Regions from separate parts of the Oryctolagus cuniculus genome. Here region 1 is linked to region 2. A link is a contact called in public Micro-C data. All regions are on one chromosome and are shown on one strand. Each heading gives the region's core, a stretch centred on a gene start, on an enhancer-like site or on the middle of the called end of the contact. The rest is flanking DNA. Distances are from core to core; before and after follow the strand shown. Region 1 overlaps DSTN (destrin, actin depolymerizing factor). Region 2 overlaps BFSP1 (beaded filament structural protein 1).

Evidence for each region. Hi-C and Micro-C count contacts between places; a contact is called where the count stands out from the background.
Region 1: a contact with region 2 is called in a Micro-C map of ear pinna, with 13 times the contacts expected there. The contact joins two enhancer-like sites. A contact is called at or near these places in 5 of 6 Hi-C or Micro-C datasets (ear pinna, liver, psoas muscle and 2 more).

What each region holds. Positions count from the first base shown.
Region 1 is chr11:42,619,367-42,624,947 of mOryCun1.1, forward strand. It overlaps DSTN (destrin, actin depolymerizing factor), which reads left to right. Exons shown (of 5, transcript XM_070052118.1): 5 at 1-1,025. It overlaps RRBP1 (ribosome binding protein 1), which reads right to left. Exons shown (of 23, transcript XM_070052116.1): 23 at 4,893-5,412. The coding sequence ends at 5,377. Among named protein-coding and RNA genes, the nearest start is that of BFSP1, 37 kb to the left of the region's middle. Within about 2 kb of position 3,050, at least 2 of the 8 cell types and tissues checked have an H3K27ac peak or open chromatin away from gene starts, as enhancers often do.
Region 2 is chr11:42,552,227-42,558,009 of mOryCun1.1, forward strand. All of the region lies in intron 1 of BFSP1 (beaded filament structural protein 1), which reads right to left. Among named protein-coding and RNA genes, the nearest start is that of DSTN, 30 kb to the right of the region's middle. Within about 2 kb of position 4,450, at least 1 of the 8 cell types and tissues checked has an H3K27ac peak or open chromatin away from gene starts, as enhancers often do.

The sequences.
Region 1 (5,581 bases), core at 1,800-4,299, 66 kb after region 2:
ATGTTATCTTCTTCTTGCTATATAAGTAAAGCAAATATATTTAGGCCAGGGTCTTGCTGAGAGGGAGCTGTCTTGTAATCTTTTAGAGTAAACTAAATATTCTATACACGTGCAATCATGGCCCTAAATAAATCTAGATCTGCAGTTCTATTGGTGTGAAATTAAATTCTTACTGGCCTCATGCTTGTTTTGATGAGTTGCCTTATAAAGATTTTTGTTAAGCTCAGGAGTTTTAATAATGCAGTTCACAAAACGGGGCAAGGCCATGTGAAGAGAATTATTGCATCTGTGTTGACCTAAGTTAATTTGTTTCTTTGCTTAGAGAATTGGTCATAATCTGGTTATAATTTTGGTTCAAATTCTTTATTCTTCCTGAAACTAAACAGAATAATGGAATATAATTCTCCCCATAATATATAACAATACTAATATACTAACATAACAGATTAAGTTGGGCAGTTTTTTAATCCTACCCAGTGTGTAATGAAGATTGCCTCAAAATTGTGTCCACTTACGATTCACGCTGATCTTGCAAAAGCACTATTTCAGGCATGCCGATGGAAGCAGCTCCTGCACCTGCGGTGCCTTTGCTACTCGCAGGTGGGGAGACTGGAGAGTCACCTTGCATCTTGGAATTGGTGGTGTGTCCTCAGGAGAATGTGCAGTGTCTTGTAACAACTAATTACAATGCAAATTAGGGCTCCATTGTAATGCGCTTTGTTAATGAAAATGATAAAATGATATATTGATGAGCTAGGACACCTGTGATTTTTTAAAAATTGCGTCTCTGTCGAAGCATTGCTGTTTCTGGGACAGTACAGTGTGGAAGAACATTGAGTGTGTGCTCGCGCCTGGGAGCTGTTGCTCAGCTGTGAAGCGGGGAGCGGGTGCCACGGATGACATTGGAAGTGATTGTCATTAAACATCACAGGCATAAAACACTTTGAACAACATAGAGGTGCACAGTCAAACTTAGAAGTAGCAGTTACTGGCTTTATGTAATAAAGGAAGCATTTATAACTTAATCTCTTGTGTAATTATTCATGTGTGAATTTGCCTTCCATGTGGGGTAAGACATCGAGGCCTGAGTATTTGTGACAGGAGTTTTTATTCCAAATTTCCCCAAAATGCCAAGCTTATCTTTTTCAGAATTTACTATAAAACAGTACTGGCTGATTGTCATTCTTTAATCCCGAATTTGTTTACTGCAAAGCAGTGTTTTGAGTGAGTGACCGTATGTTAATAGGCCTCCAGGCAATCCGCGCAGGCCCAAGGCTGCCCTACTTGGCAGTCTGTAGGTAGAGCCAGGTTTTGGGTCAGGTGTGTTAGAGTCCGTTTTGTGGTTTCTGCTGTGGCGTGTGACCCTGCTACAGTACCTGCCGTTCTCTGCTGCAGCAGTGCAGGCTGCTGGGCACGTAATGTGACGCAGACATCTCCCACAGCACTTTGCTCTTAGTCCAGAAGTTTGGAAGATGCTGATGAATACACATCTCTCTACCTGGGGGAGTGGTGTTTTTTTGTTTTTAAGTAATTTCAGACAGAGAGCTTCTACATGCTGGTTTACTCCCCAGGTGCCCACATTAGCTGAGGCTGGGACTAGAGCCAGGGGCCAGGATTTCATTCCAAGTTTCTCGGCATGGCAAGAACCCAGTTATTTGCGTGATCAGCATTGGCAGGAAGTTGGAATCAGGAGCTGAAGCTAGAAATCTGACTCCAGGCATTCCCAGATGGGATGCAGGTGCCTTAATCTGTGTCTCGGCTGCTAGGCCAAACACCCACTCCTAGGGCAACTGAGGTTGGGGCCAATACAAAATGGGGGTTTAGACCTCAGTTGACAATTATTAGAAGTAAAACTGCAGGTATACTCTGCTTCTGGCAAACACATTACAAAAATGTATGCATGGGAAGCTGACTTAGGGTTCAGATACCTAGTGGCTGCTCTTTGGCCTTTAGAGAGGTGAGTAAAGCCAGTGCTAACAATTCAGAGATTGCCCATGATGTTTGTTGTTCCAGAGAATGTAGTCTCTGAGGACACAGCGAACACACTGACGTGGATAGCAGAATTCGGTCCAGTCTCGTGGGCTCCTTCATGTGAAACTGCCCCGAGTACTGGCTGCTCCACACCTGGGAAGGCAGCTTCTCCTTGACAGGTGCCTTGCCCTTTGGGCCATCGGAGCCTGGATGCGCCAAGGACATACTGCTTTGTGATCGGGGCTGTTTCTGAAATGTAATAGGCCCTGGACTGGGTCCCAGTTGGGCTGCAGCCGGAAAAAGGGACATGGATTGCATGGTGGCAGAGTGATGAGAGGGTGTTCCGGAAGCCAGGCTTCTAACTTGCGGTGCTCTGGCTGGCTGCCCAGGGCTCTCCTTGGACTCTGGCCAGTCCCCTTAGTAGCCAGCCCAGAGGTAAAGTAATTGCCACAGGTCACTTGACTTGTGACTGCTGGGACAAAACCCTGCATCTCCTGGTTTCTCATCTGAGCCATTCCCTTCCCCCCTCTGGTGAGGTCATTTCTAACATCTGGAACTCAGAGCTACCAAAGGAGATGTGAAAGGGACAAGAAGGGAGACATTTCTTCTGTTCCCTGGGCTGACCAAAACCTGACGGGAGCTGGCCTACGCATCTGCCTGCCCTGCGCTGCTCCCTCCTCCAGCTGCTGCCTGCAGACCCTGGGCCTGTGCGTTATGGTCAGTAGCCCACAGGTGAGCAGTCAGCTGGCTTATGAGCCCTGTCTGCACGACGGGCTTCCAGTAATCGCGGTGCTGCTTCCGGGGTGTGTGGGCCTCCACGAAGTGTTGGCTCATCTCTGGGGATCTTGGTTGGATTCACCCTTAAGGGAGGCTTTTTTGGACTTGGAAGACCAGCGTTTCCTGTTGGAAGCCAGCTGTCCAGGGCTGCCCAAGCACCACACTGTGGGACAGGCCACGAGCCAGGCTCCTGTGGAATCTGTAGCATGCTGACTCTCGCAAGCACTCCGCTGTCTGCTGGAGTGGAACTTTGTCCTGGAAGGTGTGGGGGCAAGGCTTGCCTGATGCCTGGCAGATTCAGGCTCCCTCTGCTGGCCTGGGAGGTGCCACTGCTGGGCCTCAGGGCCGCGGAGGCAGGCGGGCAGAACTTTGGACTATGGTAGGAGTGCAGGTTGCAGGCGGAAGTTTCCCTCAGGGGCATCTTAGGGAATTGGCCAGGCCAGCCGGATGGGGGCTCCGCACAACATGTACTGCAGCTGCTTTTGTCCTCTCCTGCCCTAGAGCCAGACGCTGGGCTCTCACTGTGCTGGGGAGAGGGACTGTAGCCAGAATCCAGGGCGCAGTCACTGCTCTCTTGGAGCCCAAAGGCAGAGCTTGGCACCCCCAGCATCCTAGTCTCTCCAAGGTCTCCCTTTCCCTCTGCAGTCCTGGGCCTTGAGGGCATCTCAGCAGAGCCTCCAAGTCTGCGGTGTGGCAGGGAGGCGATCCTTGGGAACATAGGCTCCCAGGCCCACTGTGGTAATCCAAGAGTCCCGATGCAGGCACAGGTCTGGCCTGCTCCCCAGCCACTCACCACGGCCCCAAACGACTGACCTTGCCCAAGGCCACTGGTACACTGGACTCCCCCCCACAAGCCTGCCCTCCGGCACTGGGTACACAACAGGGTCCGTTTTGAGGCACTGTGGGGCTCAGCAGCTGCTATTCATGGCAGTCTAAAACCAGTGTCTTCCCTCCCATCCTGACTCACCCAGGTTGCTGATGCACTGCCCAGTGTTAAGTGTGGAGGTGGATTTGAAACCTGACCTGTTACCAGGTGAGGTCCCTTCATTTCCATGGGGTTTGGTCTGGGCGGGTACAGGCATCAGGTTTGGGCACTGGTCACTTCCTCCCACTGTCTCCTGGCCAGAAACCAGGGGGTCGGCGCTCCAGCCCCTTCTGCCACCTCAGAGTTCTGCAGGTGCTGTCTGCCCTTGCTGAGAAACCCTCTGTGCACCTCCTGCCTTTCACCACGTGGCTCCTTGGTGCTTTCCCCTCCCTGCCTCACCCCCGAGCATACCTGAACCTCTGTGCCTGCGGTTCCCAACAAGTGCCACCTTTTCTGGTGAGCTCCAGGTTAAGCCCACTCTTGGAGGGAGGTACTTCCCAGACTCCTAGCACCTTGTTTCCAACAGGCTAGCAAGGGCCACACCCAGGCTCAGTTGGGGGTTGTGGGGGGTAGGGACACTCCCAGAAGAGTTGCACCTACCACTGGAGGGACCGTGGGGGTGCAGAAGCCCAGGGCAGTTCTGGCTGTAGGCCCGCTACTCCCCACCCCTGCAAGTGCTGTCTGAGTGCCCAGCTTTGCTCAGCCATTGGCCAGCCGGCACCTCCTTAGGCTTCCGAGGCTTGGCCAGGGGAAAGGAAGTGGAGCAGCTCTGGGAGGCAGCTCCGGGACATAACTGCCTGGCGCCTGCCACCTGCCACTCAGGCCCACCTCCCTTTCCTGGCTTGGTCCAGGCACTGTGCTGACTGAGCCTCTTCTGCGTCAGTTCCTGCTCCTGTTGTTTTCCCTCAGGAACCAGGAGCCCTGGCTGCGGGTTTCCAAGGACACCCGGTCTTCCACCTGTGAGGCTCTGCTTCCAGGTGCTTCTCTGGCCAGTACCACCCCCTCCTGAGGTATGGACCTTGCCAGCCAAGCCCCCTGTGCATTGCTGGGCTCACTTCACGCAGGCTACCCACAGCTCTGCTCATGGGTAGGGGAGGGTGGTCAGCGCATCTGGCCACCAGGGTCTTAGGCCCTGCTCCCTTGTGAGGCGATGGGAAGGGCAGGAAGCAGCAAGTTTTATCCCCATGCTTCACAGAGCTGTCAGTCCCCTCAAGGGAACTGAGACCCAAGCTTGCTCTCTCCCCCAGGGGGCGCCCCAGCACCAGACGACACTTCTGCGCTGGGCAACAACGTTGGTTTTAATGGCATTAACATCCAGGAGGTAACACCAGTTCCGGTTGGCAACTCGCAGGGGTCAGGGGCTGCAGCCAGGCTGAGTGGGGCTGGGCTGCGGCCCTCCAGTTTGCCCTGCAGCTTCTGAGCACTTGGCCCGGGCCGGCTGCCTCCCGCCCCACTGCGGAGACACAACAATTGCACTGATTGCCATGGAGATCCGAGCTCCCGGCCTCCCAGCTAACCCCCAGGATCTGCCCGAGTTGCGCAGCCCTCATCCAGGGCTGCTGGGCTCGCGGGCATAGTGTTTATCCACCGAGACAAAGGTTCTTTGACGAATGGCAGTCTGCAAGCTTCGTCTCTGATGGCTTCTCCCGGAGCCCCTGGAGGGTGGGCCTGGTGAACGCTGTGGCGGTTGGCTGATTTACTTGTAAAAGGAATGTGTAAGGCATTTTGGTAAAGTTAACAGTAGGGTCTTCGGCAGAGGAGACTCAGACGGAGGTACCCTCCTTGGCGCCGTTCCCGTCCTGTGGATAGTGGAGAGCAGTGTGAAGGGGAGGCTGGGCCACCAGACTCTGGGCCTGTGGGGCTTGAGGACAGAAGGGTCCGTGCAGGCGTGGAGTAAGGACCAGGCCTTATGGGCTGCTGGCCAGGTGACAAGTCTGTCCTCACCCCCCCCGCCCAGGGTGGTTGGTC
Region 2 (5,783 bases), core at 3,200-5,699:
TAATATTCATTTTTAAACAAAAAGGAAAGAGATTAATTCGGGGCATTAACTCTTCTCTGTGGGTGTGGAACCTGCTCTCACATCTACTTATGACTGGTTATAAACCAACGTAGCTGGGGTTTCCCAGGCACTTGGTTTTCTGAATTTGGACTCCCTAGAAGCAGACCCTGCAGCAAGACTTAAAGCACAAGCACAAGGGTACTTCAAACAGTTGGTGGAAACGGAATTTGGTTTATTTTAGTGCAAAAGGCCTGAAATCCATGGTTTTTTCCTGATGTACATTTTCCAGGAACTTGTTGAAGGCCTTTCCTCACTGAGTGGTGAGGACATGTTCTTAGGCGATTTGTTGCATGAGCATCAATTGCACAAACTTAGATGATACAGTTAATCACTCACGTGGCCTTTGAATGTACTCAGGTGACACAGTGCCCACGGGGCGGACGAGGCTGCTGCTGGCGCAACACAGCGTCCCATTTTTTTTTTTTTTAATTTTTTTTTTTGACAGGCAGAGTGGACAGTGAGAGAGAGAGAGACAGAGAGAAAGGTCTTCCTTTGCCGTTGGTTCACCCTCCAATGGCCCCCGCAGCCGGCGTGCTGCGGCCTGCGGCCGGCACACCGCACTGATCCGATGGCAGGAGCCAGGTGCTTATCCTGGTCTCCCATGGGGTGCAGGGCCCAAGCACTTGGGCCATCCTCCACTGCCCTCCCTGGCCACAGCAGAGAGCTGGCCTGGAAGAGGGGCAACCGGGACAGAATCTGGTGCCCCAACCGGGACTAGAACCCGGTGTGCCGGCGCCGCAAGGCGGAGGATTAGCCTAGTGAGACGCGGCGCCAGCCAGAGCATCCCATTTTTATGGTCAACTCTGTTTTACGAGTAGAAGTCGTTCACTAAAACAACGCTAAAGGCTTAGTACAGCGAATACACAACAGCGACGTCATCTCTTACCATCATTACCAGGTACTTGGGATCGTGAAAGCATTTGTGGAAAATGCACAGTCTTTTACTTATTTAAATTTTCTTATTTTCATTTTATTTGAAAGACAGAGAGACAGAGATCTGCCCTCCAATGGTTCACTTCTCAAATGATTGCAAGAGTCAGGGCTGGGCCATGCTGGAGCCAGGAGCCAGGAACTCAATCTGGGACCCCACATGGATGGCTAGGACCCATCATCTGCTGCCTCCTAAGGATGCACATTAACAGGACGCTGGCTTAGGGGTTGAAGAGCCAGGACATCACCCAGGCACTCCCATATGGAACACAGACATCCGAAGCATTGTCCTAAACCACTGTCCCAAACGCCAGATGGACCTCAACCAAAGGTTTCCAGGAATTTTTACAAGTGTCCCCAAATTATGTACTGTTCATAGTTGTATGTGCTGTATTTACATACTGCCAGCAGTGCAGTGGGTGTATTTACACCAACATCACCACAAACACATGACTAATGTGTTATGCTGTGACATCACTGGGACGTGAAAAGTTTTGTGTCCCCTTATATCCTTATGGGACCACCAGCATCCATATACTGTGGCACATCCAATGTGGTACATGATCAGAGTTCATCTGCGAGGTGATGCCAGGAAGCACCAGCAGGGAGAAGAGACAGGGATGGCAAAGCCACCTGTCACCAAGCAAGTTAATGTTGTGGGAAAATGGAGATGCAGGTAGACACAGAAAACAGGCGGCTTGGAACTACCCCACCTACTAGGGAAAGGAGTTAGAGGTTCACTCCCTTGCTGATCACAATGGCAGGAGCTGAGCCAATCAGAAGCCAGGAGCTTCTTTCAGGTCTCCCATGTGGGTGCAGGGGCCTAAGGACTTGGGCCATCTTCCACTACTTTCCCAGGCCATAGCAAGGAGCTGGATTGGAATTGGAGCAGCTGGGACTCTGTCACCCATATGGGATGCTGGCACTGCAGGCAGCTCCCATTCTGCCTTTCAAATCAGTCAGTCAATAAATAAGTCTTTTTTAAAAGGGGGAGGGGAGGTGGAGGGGGACAGGCATTGTTGTATAGCAGTTAAGCCACTTCCTGCAGTGCCTGCATCCCATATGGGCACCGATTCGAGTCCTGGTTCCTCTACTTCAGATCCAGCTCCCTGCCAGTACACTTGGGAAGGCAGTGGAAGATGACCCAAGTGCCTGGGCCCTGCACCAATATGGGAGACCTGGAAGAGGCTCTTGGCTTCTGGCTTAGGCCTAGCCCAGCCCCAGCAGTTGCGACCATTTGGGAAGTGGATGCGCCAGCAGATGGAAGATCTCTGTCTCTCCATGTTTCTCTCTGTAACTCTGCCTTCCAAATAAAAACAAAACAAAACAAAGAAACAAACAAAAAAAAAGCCACCATTTTTTAAGTGATAGAGACAGATCCAGAGATTCCTTTACCCCTTCCACACGTGAGGACACAGCAACGCAGCCATCTGTGAATGAGGAAGTGGGCCCTCACCAGACTCTGAACCTGCCACTCATTGATCTTGGACTTTGCGGTCTCCAAAAATGCTAAGTCACACCAGCCTGAGCATACTAAGACAGACGTGTAGTCAGGGTGCCCACAGCAGTTCTTACAACAATTGAAGGAGAACCATTCATAGTTCTGGCATCCCCTATGGAGCCAGTCCCTGTCCTGGTTCCTCTGCTTCCAACGAGGCCCCCTGCTAGCATACCTGGGAGGCACAATATGATGGCCCAAGTATTTGGGTTCACAGCACCCACATCGGAGACACAGATGTAGCTCCTGCCTCCTGCTAACACTTTGATCTCAGACTACTTGCAGCCTCCAGGATTTTAAGGTGCAAATCCCCCAGTCTGTGTTATTCTGTTTGTCAGCCCTAGCAAGCTCCTTGAGGACTCTTACATTCTGATTCTGATTCTTCCCCAGAACATGCAAAGATCCACCACAAGAGGGCCACACTGCACTGAAGTTGATGCTCATCCCACAGAGGGTGAAAGCAGAGAAGAGGGGTGCAGACGGAGGCGCAGATGCACCGCTTGAGGCCTTTCCAGCAACTTGGATCAGCTCCAGAGGCAGATCAGCCTCGGAGAGTTCCACCTCGAGCAAGGTGGTCAACGACCCAGCAGCAAAAGCACAGGCCCCGGGCTCCCAGCAGCCCACTCCTTCAGGCCCCTGTCTCTGAAGACAAACTGCTCAGTGCGACTGGGAGTGATGAGTTAGCATGAGGGTGACAGACACACTCAGAAGCTAGCTGCCTCTCCAGCTGCACACGTGTGCTTCATCTAAAGATGTTCCGGAAAGGGCAGCCTGAGATTCAAACACTGTTAACGTTAAGAGGGCACTGAGGGGCCAGCGCTGTGGCGTAGCAGGTAAAGCCGCCGCCTGCAGTGCTGGCATCCCGTGTGGGCACTGGTTCAAGTTCCAGCTGCTCTACTTCCTGATCCAGCTCCCTGCTATGGCCTGGAAAAGCAACACAAGATAGCCCAAGTCCTTGGGCCCCTGCACCCACGTAGGAGACCTGGGGGAAGCTCCTGGCTCCTGGCTTCGGATTGGCGCAGCTCTGGCCATTGTGGCCAATTGGGGAGTGAATCATTGGATGGAAGACCTCTCTCTCTCTCTCTCTCTCTCTGCCTCTCCATCTCTCTCTGTGTAACTCTTTCAAATAAATAATAAATTAAAAAAAGAAAAAGAAATTCAAGCCAGTACTGGAAAACCCAAATCTTTCTGACCTAAGTGTTTTCCTTGTCTCTTTCATGGATAGCGCCAAAAAAGGCATCCTGAATACGATGCATGCTGTTGAACTGGACTCTGGACTGGAAAAAAAAAGGCTGGAAGGGACCTTAGTGTGATGACTGGTGACGGTTGATGAGAGACCGTGGATTAGATAATGATATTGTAACATAGTAGAGACACCTGATTTGGTCATTGGTTTTGTAATATATAAGAAAATGACCTGTTCTTAGGAAAGACATATCGGGTTAGGGATGAGGAGGCAACAATATCAAATCTACTCTCTGGTGCAGAAGTTAAATTATATGTATATGCATTTCTATAAAGAAATTATGGGCATTTCACAAATAAACACATAGAATAATAAAGCAAACGGAGCCAACTGTAAATAATTGATGGATCTGTGTAAAGGGAGTAGAGAAGTGCCTTGTATTCCTTGCAACTGTTCTGTAAGTTTGACACTGAAATCAAAGAAAAAGCCACACCCCCAGATTTCGAAGACCTCTGAGAAAACTGTGCTGAGAACAGATGTTTCTTCAAGGTAGCAAAAAAAAAAAATGTAAAATTTCTCCTGTGATTCACAAGATGGTATCAAGGTCTCAGCACCCAGGGTTTTATTCATAGCTGGGATGAGAGTTTAAATCCTACCACACTGATGTTAATGATTGTAGGGAGTTCGGGACACGCCCGGACTTGCCTGCCTGCACACAGGTTGACGGGGCACAGCCTTAGTCACTGAGACTTTGTCACACTCTGGTTACACAAGGAAAATGGCCACACCCGTGACCTCAGGCCTGTAGAGATAAGTCGTTAACCCAGGAGGCGCCATCCTCTGGACTGAGTTGGAAGAAATCTCTTTCACAGTCATAGTTTCTGTGAATAAAAACCGAGTCATGGGATTTGTATTTTCTGCTCTATACTTCTCTTTGTGACATCCTTAAACAGACCCACCACCACTCACCCGCTGAGTCAGCCTCCGTCTGAACCACGGCCCATTGCACACCCACTCTGCCCTAAAAAGAGCACCTTCCAAACCCTGCTTTTTACCGATTAGGAGATGGATCCCAAAGGACCGGGCACACACATCCAAGGCAGCATTTCTGATGGAAATATATGGGAAATCCTGGCTCCTGGCTTCAGGCTGGCCCAGCCCTGGCTGTTGTCGCATTTGGAGAGTGAACCAAGCAGTTGCAAGATCTCTCTCTCAAACCAGCATTCCAATATGGGATGCAGGCATGCCAAGCAGTAGCTTTACCCACTATGCCACAACGTATGTTTTCTCTGTCACTATGCCGTTCCAGTAAGGAAACAAACATACCTTTGGGATATCCATTGCTTATATAGGCCCAGGGCCACGTTACTGCTGATATTAATAGGAGCTGTCTGAAATATCTCATAAGACAGCATGTTCTGTCTCCCCAAGTTCATGAACTTCCCAGTTTAGTTTTGAAACTAGGAGAGATGGGGCCGGCACTGTGGCATAGTGGGTTTAAAATCCCAACCTGCAGTGCCGGCATCCGTATAGGCATTGGTTCAAGTCCCGGCTTCTCCACTTCCGATCCAGCTCTCTGCTATGGCCTGGGAAAGCAGTAGAAGATGGCTCAAGTCCTTGGGCCCCTGTACCCATGTGGGAGACCCGGAAGAAGCCCCTGGCTCCTGGCTTCGGATTGGCTCAGCTCCAGTAGTTGTGGCCATTTGGGAAATGAATCAGTGTATGGAAGACCTCTCTCTCTGTCTCTACTTCTCTGTAACTCTGTCTTTCAAATAAATAAAATAGATGTTTAAAAAAAAAAAGTAGGATAGATAATACCCACAAGCAATTTTATTAGCCAGTTTCATATTCTGCACCCAATTTAAGAGTCCAGTAAATGATACTAAGCCCTGACTCTCAGGCCTAAACTCCACAGGAAGTTTTCTGATGAAATTTCTAAGAGTATTAGCCAGCGCCGTGGCTCAATAGGTTAATCCTCCACCTTGCGGCGCCGGCACACAGGGTTCTAGTCCCGGTCGGGGCGCCGGATTCTGTCCCGGTTGCCCCTCTTCCAGGCCAGCTCTCTGCTATGGCCAGGGAGTGCAGTGGAGGATGGCCCAGGTGCTTGGG